Linked DNA regions of Zea mays: region 1 is linked to region 2. A link is a contact called in public Hi-C data. All regions are on one chromosome and are shown on one strand. The core of a region is the stretch at or near the end of the contact, and the rest is flanking DNA. Distances in the headings are between cores, read along the strand shown.

Region 1 (6,703 bases), core at 646-3,145, 330 kb after region 2:
GGCAGCTATAGCAAACCTTGACATCTTATTTGTAAAAGAGGAACGCCTTAATCAGCATGTTTTCACAGAACTAGTTTGCCAAGGTCAAAGCAGATATACTTCAGTGGTACATCATATTCCATCAAGATATGAGCGATGATGGTGTTACTGTACTTATTGCAGTGAACTAATCTCTCCGGTATGTTATCATTGAGACTATGGGGGTGTTTGGTTTATAGGGACTAATTTTTAGTCCCTCTATTTCATTCTATTTTAGTCCCTAAATTACTAAATATGGAAGTTAAAGCTCTATTTTAGTTTCCCTATTTAACAATTTGAGAACTAAAATGGAATAAAGTGGAGGGACTAAAGTTTAATCCCTACAAACCAAACACCCCCTATATATCTAGCAGCTTACTCGTCCTCATATCTCATTTTAAACTTCACTCTATAAACAATGTAGTCTATAGTGTAAAACATTGTTTTGCATAGCCATATGCACGATGTAATAACCTTCTACTTGGTTACACTGTACTTTTTACATTTAGTACTTTGAGTGTTACATCTTATGGTTGTTATTCCTTTGTCATAGGACCATTAACTCTAGTAGCCGCATAGCGGGTAGGCCCGTTTTGTTTCAGTATTTTGGGAAATTCGACCTCAATCAAATCCATGCTCAGGAACAACTGTATCCAAGGTACCATAACTGCATGTGGATCCAAACCAAGATTTCATAGTACCTTTAGGATTTGTTTGGGCACTCTAGTATTCACCCCAATCCACATGTACTGAGGTGGTCTCAAATTTTTTGGCTCCGCGAATCATAGCATCAAGGTTAAAAAGCTTATAGAGGATCCCCATCAACCTATCCAAAACTGGCTACCAACACCCAAATCAAGAAACTACAAAATAAAAACTTGCAACAGAAAAGCAATTTTGCAATTCTGCATCACAAGGCTAAACTTGACAAGGGATAGAATAGAGCCCTACGTACCCAAGCTGTTTAGAAACACTACTTCCACAGAACCGGACGGGTAGCCACATCAAGAAATGGCTTTAATGAGTACTCAAGCGGGGAAAGGGAATTCGCCTATCCACTACGTGTAGCTGATCTTCTCTCTGCATATCCTCACAAAAACCGAAGCATCGGTTGTTCAGAGACAAATTGAACCCTCGTAAGTCATACGGCTACTAGTTGTTGCAAAACGCAGCCCCAAGGTCAGCCTTTTGCAATTGAACCAACCAGCTTAACGGAAAAGTAGGTTGCCATGATGTGTAGCTAACCTAACCTACCCTCCATAGTCCATAGAATAAGAAACAACAATCTGCAGCTAGAGGGACAATCGGACCATATCTTGCACTTGCAGTACTACTAAGACTATCTGCAAAGTTTCTAACGAGCACAGGGGCGGCAGCCACCAGCCAGAGCAGTTGCAAGTATTGGAAAAGGGGAAAAGATATGCTTGGATCATGAAAGTCGCAACTTTTTTTCTCGAATCAAATAGTCAAAAGGAACAATAAAGGACATGATGAAGAACAACTGATGGGGAGGACTGAAGACAGCAGCACCGTTTTTTTTTTTTTGGGGGGGAGGGGGGGGTGTCCGGGAACTCCTCCCAGAATCTGAGTTAGAGGCGTACGAGCTGGCTGCAACGTCGGTGAGGGACAGGTCGATTGGCGGCGGCGGGTTAAAAGACGAGGTTCCGGACGTCGAGGAAGCAGAGGGGAGGGGCAAGAACAGGTTTTGACGAGAAAGAGAAGAGGGTGCGAGCTCACCTCTTCCGGCGGCTGCGGAGGTGGGCGGGGCGGCGCCACGTGGGATTCCGGCGGCGGGTGAGGGGAGGCTGCTCCGGCGAGCTCCATACCATACGGGCAAGATCTGACAAGTGGAGTTGGCGACGCCTGAAAGGGGAAAAAGATTTGCCCAATTTGTTGCACGCGTCCGTGCAATCACACCCATCTACTATTCCACTAATTGCATACTCGTCCTATGTATGTAGTGTACCTTGCTTAGCTGCAAAAATCAACGGCTGTGATGCATGGCCATCCCAACGTTCAGTGCTGGTGCGCACACTGCAAACAAACTAGGAGAGCTGTGGATCTGTTAGAGATATGGAACAACCAAGGGGTGTTTTTAACAAACGAGGCGCCAGTGGTTTACATACTTTACTTTACGGGGGCTCGGCTCGGCTCGGCCGGTTCCCCGCGACCGGCCCGAGGGCAATCCTGGGCCACGAGTTCGCCCGGCGTGGGGCCCGCGCGCGCCAAATCACCCTGTGGTGGCACGCAGCATCCCGGGCTGGAGAAATTAGCATCCACGGGAAAGCGCGTGTCCATGTCAGGTGGGGCCGGTAGCGCTGGTGTCCCGCATGTCGGTGAGCAGGAGGTGCATTGATGCCCCTGTGGAGGTGGACAGGTCTGGGCTAGAAAAGTAATGGAGGCCGGCAAAAGGAGCTTTCCGCTTTTATTAGTGCTTTTCGTTATGGGCCTACACATGGGCCACTCTTGCCCTCATCCTCTCCCTCTCTTTTTGGAATTTATTTCTTTACTCTCTCCGTCTCTCTCTTACTCACTCTATGATGGTCTTTTTGGAATGAATTATTAGTTATATCATCTAATATATGACATGCCATGGGAAGCCTCACCTACTAATAAGAGAAACAGATAAAAACAAAGACATATATGGCATGTACCACCCTGAAACTAGGGTTCGATTTTCTAAGCATACAAGAGAGAGCTATAATTCTAAGTCTCTAGATCATAAATACAATTAAGAGACAATAAATATAAAGAATCGTATGGAGACACACTCTTCACGAAGAATCCGTCTATTTGTATTTTATTCCAACAAACCCCTAGAGAACCCACACTAACTAGGGTCAACCCTATTTAATGTAGGTCTCTTGAGGGGGCTAAAAAAATAGTATAAGAGACGATCTTTCACGGAGAACCAGTCTCTACACAACTCTCTACGTATATTGTCTCTTAACTATATTTATGACTATAAGCTCATAATTGTATCATACAATCTTTTAGCTATCTTTTATACATGAAAAACGATCTAGCAGCCTTAGAGCATATACAAGAGGTCTCTTAAAATGTCTCCTAACTTAGAGTTAAAGACAAATAGGAAAAATCAAGCCTCCAACAGAGCTCTTAAACCTTTCCCAACTTTTTCATAGCCCCAGAAATTTTCCATTTTGTAGTTACAAAAAGGGGACGTTTTGGTTCCCAAACGTGTCCTGCCAACCCAGCAAGTCTCTGGCAGGCCCATCCGTCGTTTTTTCGTTTGGTGTGTTCTCAATGCGACGACACATTTTAATTTGACGAACTATCGACTAGAAAGTACAGGTGAAGGCAACGGGTATCCGAATACCCGATAGGTTTTACCCGATATGTAGGTGGCTATGGAATGATTTCTATACACGCGGGTACGTTAATGAACAACAACTTCTACCCGTTGGGTACACGGGTACGAGTATATATGGGTGGATACTACCTATATCCGTATACCCGTGGGTAAAATGTACCCGTATAATACCACTGTTATCATCTAAGAAAGTTCATCTTAGTTAAAATAAAACTTTTCTTCAGCTATTGTTTATTTAACTATCAAGTTATATAATCATATGGTTTGTTATATTTCACGTTGAAATTATTTTTTGTGTATTTATTTGACATTTTGAGTGATTGGAGTATTAGGATTTGAGACCTTCTTAGTGGGTACATGTTATCCAACGAGTAAAATTAATCGCGCGGGTACGAGTACGGGTACTAGTAAGATTTTGTACCCGTGATCGTGTATAATTTTTTCTAATGGGTACGAGAATGAAATGATACTACCAACGTGTATATACTCATTGCCATCTCTACGGGTGATAAAAAAATATTTTTCAACTCACTGCGTAATCAACATACTTGAATTATTAAAGCAAAATTTGCTTACCTGATTACCCCCCAACGAATCGAGGAGAGCTATGCCCATGTTTGTTTGGGCTTTTTGCAGCTTCTAGCCACCAAAAGCTGCTGCAGACTGCCAAACACTCAGCTTTTTAGTCAGCTTCTATAAAATTCATTTGGGTAAAAACCATTCAAAATCAATATAAATATATAATCGGTTGAGTCGTCGCAATAGCAGTAATCCGTCACTTTATAGATCCTAAGCCCCATGAACAACTTTATCTTCCTCCGCACGTAATCCTAATGATACTCAGATTTTCTACACAGTCAGATTCTCAGAAAAGCTGGTCAGAAAAAAACTGAACCAAACAGGCCCTATGTCTGGCGCAGAGACGCGGTAGAGATAATTCACAGACGGTTTTAGCACAAAAGTCTGACGCAGAGACGCGGTAGAGATAATTCACAGACGGTTTTAGCACAAAAAATGGCTTGTTTTTGTTGCACGTGAACACATATGAGCCAAATAAACTATGGCATGTTTTAATTTTACGTTTGCATTTAGGTGTACTATTGGAGATAACACAAAAAATGCTCTTAAAACTATTTTTAAGGGCATGTTCTTATGGTTGTACATGCCCTTATAACGTCTAGACAAACATTCACCTTGTTAGTGCTAGTTTGACAAGCAATTTTTCTGAGAGATTTTAATTTTACTAAGGAAAATTAGTTTATTTTTCTAGGGAAAATGAGAATATGTTGGGAAAATAGAAACTAGCCCTTAGGAACAGTTGCCTTTTTACTCTTCTCTTTTTCCTAGATAAAAAACCAGCAAAGACGGTGACCATGCCATCTTAATCAGGCTCGCCGTGATTGAAAACACGACGACTCGTAAGGATCCTTTTGTAATCTTGAAACAAGCCAGGCACGTGTTGAAGAAGGTTGCGGCAAAACTGTTCCTAAAAACCTTGGACATTAGTATGGTCCTGATGAATAGACGGCAAACTCCAAGGCTGACCGATCGGAAAGGCGGCACATTTTCGCTCCAGCTTGCTGATCCAAAACAAAACATGCAGGCGACATGGCCACGCCGCCCGGCCTGTCTCAGATAGAGATATCTGTGCAGTGCTTAAAATCATTTCAGAACCTTTTTAGGACAGCTCACTGCGTGTACCACCCTGGCTGCCCGCCCTTGCAGCCACACAATAAAGATCTTTTGCCGTGCTGCCATTTGTCGACTACTTAATATAATAATAATAGACTAAAATAAGATCATGCACCATCTCGCAACCTGAAAATGTACTGACCACAAATCATCACATGGATGGACCATGGTGCATGGTCCATGCACATGCAGTACACTGGTGGTCCATCTAACACTTTTCGACGTGGATAAGAATTTTTTTTCAAGGCAATAATATTAGTGCCCACTTTTGTATGTATAGATAAATAGAGTTGTCACTCGAACCCAAAACAAACGTGCATATCAAAACGAGATTTAGGGCCTGTTTGTTTACCCCCCAGATTATATAATCTGGATTAAATAATCCTAAGAGTCAAACAAACAGTCTAGCTTATTTGCCCAGATTATATAATCTAACCCATTGGATTATGATAATCCATAAGCAAGTGAGGAGGTGCTTATTTCAGATTATTTTTTCTCACTTTCCCACTACCCTTTCAAGTTTCCTAGAAATTACCCACCATTGTCATTATAATCTACCGAATCGTTTTTGCGCCTATCGGATCGGAGAAGCCCGCCGCCCAGCAGAAACACGCCAGATAATCTGGGTAAACAAACAGGACTACTCAGATTATATAATCCAAATTATATAATCCAGATTATATAATCCTCAAAAAATAATCCAGATTATATAATCCATTGGGGTAAACAAACAGGCCCTTAGATAGGAGCAGTATCTGTACCTACTCTTTTCTGTACTAAAAGAAATGTCGTTCTCGCTTTCCAAAAAGTCAAGCACTTTTAATTCTAACCAAATATATAAAAAAAACTATTAAAACTTGTATTACATATAGTTAGAACCATTATATCGATCATTGAATCTATTTCTTATAATAAATTTATTTTGAGATACAAATATTGCTATTTTTTTATAAATCTAGTTGAACTAAAAAAATATTTGAACAATAAAAATATCATAATGTAAATAATATATACCAGGGTATCCACAAGACGGACGTATGTGGATAGGCCCGTAGGCTCGGCCTAGAGTCCATAAACTCAGTCGCCATAGTTATTAGAAGGTCTAATATAAAGAGAACTCCAGAAGTACAAATATGGCAAAGATTTTATTGGAATATGAGAGACAAGACATAGTTCTAAACAGATGGAACGTGACTCTAATAGATAAGGAAGACATATTTGTAAGTATAGAGAGTTGTATTCTCGTACGACTAGGTTATCAAATTAGATGTATCATGTAAGCTACTCGTATTCAAAATACCATAAATGCTAAAACTAAGATTGGATGGTTATGGCATTGTCGACTAACCCATGTTTAATTGGAAAAAACTTCACTGACTTCTAAAAAGTTAAACATGTAATTGGACTAACCAATGTTTCTTTTGAGAAAGATAGACATGTAGTGCTTGCGAGGCACGAAAATAAGTTGGAGCAAGCCACCCCACCAAGAACATCATGACGACTTCAAGACCAATTGAGCTACTTCACATGGATTTGTTTGGGCCTTTGGCCTACATCAACATATCGGTAATGTGATTGATATAAAATATTCATTTGGTGATTGGATCATTGGTGCCTAGCTGTATTCAATGTAGTTTATGGTGCGATTCTATATGACTGGTT
Region 2 (6,963 bases), core at 342-2,841:
TGTGAGATGGACTGGAGTAGGTTTTGCAGGGAAGTAGGGCTGACACCTGATATAGCCACCGCAATTCGTCTTGCAATCTCAAAGGTTGGATCACGTGAGAAAATGAAGCCAATCAAAGAGGAGCTCCCAGAGAATGTACTCTCCCTCTGCCTAACCACCCCATTTCTATTTCTGATTAAACAGTGTCGCTTTTCCCTGCAAAAAAAAAACTTAGTATTGCTTCTGAAAAACATAACAGCCACTCTCATCAAGCAGCAACCCACATTTCATTTTATGTTCATCCAAAGCAGTCATGAATGCCTAATTTACTTAGGGAAAATTACAGGTAACTTATGACATGATCAAGACATTCCTGACTATTGAGGGGTGTGGATTGTCAGAGCAAGTCTTTGGTAACGGTACCGCTGACGGTGTCTCTAGTAGAATAGCAGAGTCACCAATATCTTCCTGCCATGCAAGTGAAGCAGGCGGAAATGGTGTCCCAGCAGCGGCAGAGGCCAGTGATGCAAACCCTTCAGCAAAGAGAGGTCAAACTGTTTGTGCTGAGGAGCCAGCAACAAAACTGCAAAGGACATACGAGCATGGAGCTGAGTTAACTGGCACGGCGACTGCTACTGTAGATTCTGTGCTAGATCTGGTTGCGAGCTGCAATGGGGTAAACGTACTAAACCATTTCATTTTCCCCCCAAGCTTGATCGAAAACCTCTGATGCTGAGTGACTTGGTCTAGAGATATGTGGACTCGTGTGCGTGGGGCCGAACATTTCAGTGTCCCACACTCTGACTTAAAACGTCAGGACCTGCTTCCGAAATCCATGCCGTTCCTGTTCTGACGAATGGCATATTATTTCAGGTATCGCTGGAGGATGTTGCCAAGCACTTCAAGGGATCCAAGAGAGAATCGGTCCTGGAGATATTGGAGGGCCTTGAATCTGAATTCACAATTTACAAGAAAAACGGGAACTACATGGTCCTGTGACAAACTTGCCCGCGTAGTCTGGGAAGGGGATATGCCTCAGCTGTGTGTGTATATATATATATCTATACGATGGTGGGTGACTTACTGACTTTGGACTATGGTAGCAAGGTTGTTGGCTGGTGTGCATGTGCTCATTTTGGGGATTGGGCAGAACTAGCAGATGTACGAACGTGTGTGTTTGGAGCTGGGATCCTTTCTGTCATCTCGCATATGAGTATCTTGGACTAATTGACCCCGCGTATTTTCGTTGGGTTTTGATGCGTTCACCCTACTCGTTCAACAGCTTAAGATCAGGTTTGACTCCTATTGCAATTTTCCTACGTGTCCATTTGGAGCAAATTATCAAAGGTTTTAGAACCACACAGAATTCCTATAGAATGCCTTAACAATTCGTAAGAATTTCGGAGGAAACATTCCATGGTAAAAACTTCCGCCACAGATATCAACCACCACTCTTACCATACATTTTCTTTGCTCCGATGATATTTTATGATTATTACGGTCTAGCGAAATCACGTGATGCCTTGCAAGTGGGAAACACGAGAAACCGTACTCGGCCATTGGAGAGCAGGTGAACCAGTTGTCTTAACAAAAAGGGACACGTACTCGGCTCGGGCACGCCCGCACGGCCGCACCGCACCACCAAGCGAACCCATTGGCTGTCTCTCTCACGGCTCACTTCACTGTTCACTCGGCGGCACCGCACTGCGCCAGTGCCCCGTCGCCGATCAAAGCAACCGCCTCCAACGCGGCAACGGCAACGGCAACGGCAAGCGCCGTCAGTCACTCCCGTAGTAGCCGCCCCGCAGTGAGTGTGTGAGCGAGTGAGATGATCAGCGGAGGGGCCGCGGCCGCCGGGAACCCGAGGAGTAGGAGGACGCGATGAAGGCGCAGCCGCTGCTACTGCCGGCGCTCAAGAGGCGGAGAGGCCCTCGCGTGGCGGTGCTGGCGCTCGTCCTCTGCTCCCTGCTCGTGCCCTTGGCCTTCCTCTTCGACCGCGCCCCCTCCGGTACGTCTACCCTACGCTACGCCTACCCTTCCCCGTTCGCTTCCTCTCATTGCGCATTGGGTTGGGAGCGCGGGGCCCGCCGCGCTCGGATCACCGCGTCTCCGCCGTCTGGATCTGGGGCTCTAGTTCTCTCCAGCGGTTGCCCGCCTGTCCGGTTACCGCGCGCCCGTGCTGATTAACCAGCCGCCCGCTTCTCGCCTTTTCGGGACTGGCTTCTGTTGTCTTATACTTTCTGATTGGTGTGGGCGATGCAGGATACGTGACGACGGAGGAGCGGCACCGACAGGTACCCCCGTCGCCTGTTTCGAACCCTCTATTTTTCCCTCAGCCGTTGTTTGACGCTGATTGATTTGGACGGCACCATGTGCGAGCGGGGACGACGGCTCACTGATTTCCGCTACTTTTTTTTTTGCACCCCCGTGTTTTCTTCACCGTGTTGGATTCAGGAGGTCGTTCTGCCTTTGTTGGATCACGTGGCGGAGAAGAGACGTCCGAGTGGTAGTGGCGCTGACACGCGACAGGTCTGTTGGCTGTTACTCTCGAAAGCGATTGTGTTCTTTGTAATATTGTTTTTGTTTGGATTGGAGTCTTCTTCTTCTTTTTCTTTTTTTTTTGGGGGGGGGGGGGGGGGGGGGGGGTGGCACCGAAATGTTGTCTGTTAGTTATCTCCTATTTAGCACCGATCCACACGTTTGAAACTTGTCTAACGCCTACGCGTTCTGCAATTAGAGGCAATGCTCTGTGGGTTGCCTCCTCACCTGTTAGTGATGTAGGGACAATTGTTTCGTATGTATATGTTACAAGGATTGGTTCACTTTTTTTTTCATTTCGGGTGCATCAAGTACAAGTGAATATATCGCTGAAAATTGCTTCTGCAGTCCGTGACAGTCGCATCTCTCTCAGGATGCGCTGGAGAAGAAGGTCCCCGGTAGTAGTGCAGGAGTCATTCATCAACAAACACCGGATAAGAACATCTCCAAAGTCATTCGTCAACAAACACCGGAGAAGACCATCTCCAAAGGCAGTGCAGGTGTCGTTCATCAGTATAAGCAAATTGGTAGCCACTCCACAAGTGATGGTGCTAAACCAAAAGGTATGTTGTAGCGGTACAGCACCCGCATATAGTCGTACAAAATACGGTTTTGCACTATAGACTGCACTGTTTACAGTGTGAAGTTTGAAATAGAAGATAAAATGAGGGATAGGATGTGTATGCTGCTAGAGACAACCTAATGCTAAAACATTGTTTATATTTTAAGCTATGGTAAGGTCGTTGGGGTTGTATCAGGCCTCAATTGTACCACAGTGAAAATTATATGCGGACATCGTATCAGCTAGGGACGAATGATCGAAAAGATCGGTAACAGTGTTTTCTAAACGAAAATGATTCCCTGTCAGTCAGGGACTCACCATATTTTCAATTTTTAACTATTTGGCGGTGACATCAATATGGCGCTGATTGCTGAAAGGAAATAGAAACCAAAAGTTTATTGAAAGTAGAAATAAAAAATAAAAAAAATACGGTAATGGTTAGAAACGGTCATAAACAATGTCACTTTTACGGCAAACGATCCCTAGTTTTAGCTTTGCAATATTTTTTCCTGATGTTCATGGCTCTTCAATCCTTCACCTTTTGACGTTGAATTAAATTTTATTTTTTAGTTCTCATTTTTTTTCATTTCCTTCGTCTTGGCTCCCTATCATTCACAAGATTTACTTTAGAACCTACCACCACCTATTTCTACCCAATTATCGCTTGAGTGCAGACAGACAAGCCGCTTGGTTTATGTTAACTATCATAAAGTTGTCTTTATCACTAGTGGTACTTGGTCAAAGCTATTTAGTGGTGGCTGGTCCTATTCATTTTTTTGTTTGGGCGCTGTCTGATGATTGTAGTTATTTTGCTTTTCCGTACATCTGACTCAATAATTTGTAACATACACAGTTTCCCCAGCACCAAAAGTTGAACCATCAGATGCTGTTTCAGATTCAACTAAAGTCGCAAGAGTATGGATCTTTAGCTTTCAAAGTTGTACTTTGTTGTTTCAGAGCTGCTATTTCATGTCATCTCACATTTTTCTTATTTTAAGGCATCTTTCGTTGCTGTTGTGTTGTAAGGGTCCCTTCTTTCTCTCTCTTTAATATAAAGATACACAGCTCTCCTACATGAGAAAAAAAGACACCTTTCACTACCAAACTTTTCATGTAACACAAAAGAAATACAAAGACTAAACTGGTCATATATTAATTCTGTTCAGCTTAAACGCCTAAGATCATAGGTTAAATGATACAAATTTTGAATATTTTCCCATCATCATAACTAATCCAATAATGTAAAAGCTAAGCTTGTGTCATGACATTTTTGAGTAGAATATAGTGCATCCCTGTACATTTTTCTTCAAAGCATCTACCAGTGTTCTTTCTAGTTCCACCCTTTTTTTTTGCATCAGCCTGAGTTGTGCTGATATTCGCCAAAATGCAACCTGTCGTTTCAGGATACTAGCCAAGAAGGTGAAAAGGCTGATGAAGTGGAAAAGTCAAAGTCTTGTCAACTTGAATTTGGGAGTTATTGTCTCTGGTCCATTGAGCACAAAGAAGTAATGAAAGATTATACAGTGAAAAGGCTAAAAGATCAACTCTTCGTAGCACGCTCATACTATCCAAGCATTGCAAAACTTCAAGGACAGGAAGCTCTGACTCAGGAAATGAAGCAAAACATACAAGACCATGAGAAGATTCTTAGTGTATCAACAGTTGATGCTGATCTACCATCCTCGTAAGAATAGAACTTTACTTCTTAAGATCATGGTTCCGTGTGCTGTGATGACTATGTTACTATGGACAAATTCAAATTTTTTCCTGGATACCCCTTAGCGAATATATTTATGCCTTGATGAGACAAGGAGATTTAATTCAATCTAGGGACATTATTTCCAATCACCAGTAGGGCTTAGGCTGTCTCCAGCAGCGTCCCCTAAATTCCATCCTCTAAAGGAATATTCTCTGTCCTTTACAGCACGCTCTAAAAGATTTTGTCCTCTATATCTTCTCAGTCTCCAGCAACGTCTCCTAAATTCGGTCCTCTAAAGCTACAATGTTAACAGATTTAGTTTTTCCATTCATTTAGCTTTTTTTTTGTTTTGTTTCCATTACACGCAATAAAATGGATGCGCAAAATAGTATATTTAATTAATTTACAATTACTATTTTCCGAAATAATGCGTGATTAATAATTTCAAATTTAGAGTCAAATTAGTACAAAGTGAAGTTAATCATCAGACGTAACATGCATTTGTTAACTAATTCTTATTTGAAAAAAAATCCCCTCACGCCTTAAATGTGGAAGGGTCCCCTCACGTCTTGAATGTAGAGCCACCGTCGCACCTTCTCGTCGCATGTGGAATGCCTGCCGTCGTAGCTCGCGGATGGATAGCGGACGGAGAGAGAACCTCTACGTTTAGCGGTGGAAGGACGTCCTCTATTATTTAGCGGACCGTTTACCGGTCGTTGCTGGAGGGAAAAAGAACGTCAATATCCGCTAAATCTAAGGAAGAGGACCGTTTACAGATCTTTGCTGGAGACAGTCTTAGTACGGAGATAATTTGAATGACAAGTTGTTTTGTGATTTCAGTATCAACAGAAGGATGAAGCAGATGGAGCAAACAATAGTGAGAGCCAAATCTTGCACAGTAGATTGTAGAAGTGTTGACAGGAAGCTTCGCCAGATTCTTTATATGACTGAGGATGAAGCTCATTTTCATATGCAGCAGAGTGCATTCCTCTACAATCTCGGTGCCCAGACATTGCCGAAAAGTCATCATTGCCTTTCTATGAGGTTGACACTAGAATATTTCAAATCATCTTCATTGGATTCTGATGATTCTCCTGGCAGGTTCAGTAGTCCAGAATACAGGCACTTCGTTATACTATCAAGGAACGTTCTTGCGGCTTCTGTAGCAATCAACTCAACTGTGAGCAGTTGTAAGGTATTTGGCTGATTTTTACCGTGTTAATCTATACACAATTTCTGGGCTGGGCATCCCTAGCATACTCACTGGTCTTTTTGCAGGAGCCAGGCTACTTTGCTTTTCATATCCTAACTGACGCTCAGAACTTCTATGCCATGAAACACTGGTTTGCCAGGAATTCGTATAAAAATGCAGCTATCCGTGTCATAAACTACGAAGCAATTATTTTGGAGAAACTTCCAAAGTATACTATCCGGCAGCTGTTTTTGCCAGAGGAGTTCCGTGTTCTCATTAGGAGCATTAAGCGGCCTACTGAAAACACAAGAATGAAATACCTGTCACTGTTCAGCCACTCACATTTCGTTATTCCAGAAATATTCAAGTATCTAAACAAGGTGGTCGTGTTGGATGACGATGTAGTTGTTCAACGTGATCTGTCTTTCTTGTGGAATATTGATATGGGAGACAAGGTAAATGGCGCTGTCGAACTTTGTGGTCTGAAACTGGGTGAGATGAAAAATGTCTTGGGTAAAACAGCATATGATCCAAAGTCGTGTGCGTGGATGTCGGGGGTGAATTTGATTAATCTGGATAAATGGAGGGAGCATAATGTCACAGAGAACTATCTGCGGCTCATGAAAAAGGTTAGTATTGTTCCCAGTTAGTATATTCATGCTACAGAATGTTATAAGGGGATGCTTGCATTTGGCCTTGTTTCTATAATCCCCTCCCCAATCCCTGCCAAACTGAACAAGGCTTTAGGTGGCATGCGTTTCATCTTTGCATGTTTAAGGCTTGAAAGAAACTTTCATCTTTTAATTTTGTTGATTTTTCTCCAATACAACAGTGGTATCTTTTTAGTGTATTTTTAGATGTTTCTTCATATTGTTAGCTGGTTAGGTATCTCATTTTTGTTTTGTTACAGTTCGAAGTCAAGGATGAGCTGTCCCTGCGAGCAGCAGCATTTCCTCTAAGCTTGCTATCCTTCCAACATCTAATATACCCCCT

What was found. Hi-C and Micro-C count contacts between places; a contact is called where the count stands out from the background.
Region 1: a Hi-C map of ear shows a contact between it and region 2, with 2.3 times the contacts expected there. The contact joins the promoter of LOC100276261 here to the promoter of LOC103633569 in region 2. A contact is called at or near these places in 3 of 25 Hi-C or Micro-C datasets (bundle sheath, ear and tassel).

The regions. Positions count from the first base shown.
Region 1 is chr7:182,801,080-182,807,782 of Zm-B73-REFERENCE-NAM-5.0, forward strand. LOC100276261 reads right to left here and starts at 1,896. Exons shown (of 2, transcript NM_001150092.2): 1 at 1,756-1,896. The coding sequence starts at 1,842.
Region 2 is chr7:182,474,225-182,481,187 of Zm-B73-REFERENCE-NAM-5.0, forward strand. LOC103633569 reads left to right here and starts at 1,592. Exons shown (of 11, transcript XR_004851629.1): 1 at 1,592-1,987; 2 at 2,242-2,273; 3 at 2,434-2,508; 4 at 2,891-3,080; 5 at 3,933-3,994; 6 at 4,483-4,763; 7 at 5,619-5,973; 8 at 6,057-6,599; 9 at 6,881-6,963. It overlaps LOC103633568, which reads left to right. Exons shown (of 20, transcript NM_001348048.1): 18 at 1-135; 19 at 326-655; 20 at 853-1,187. The coding sequence ends at 978.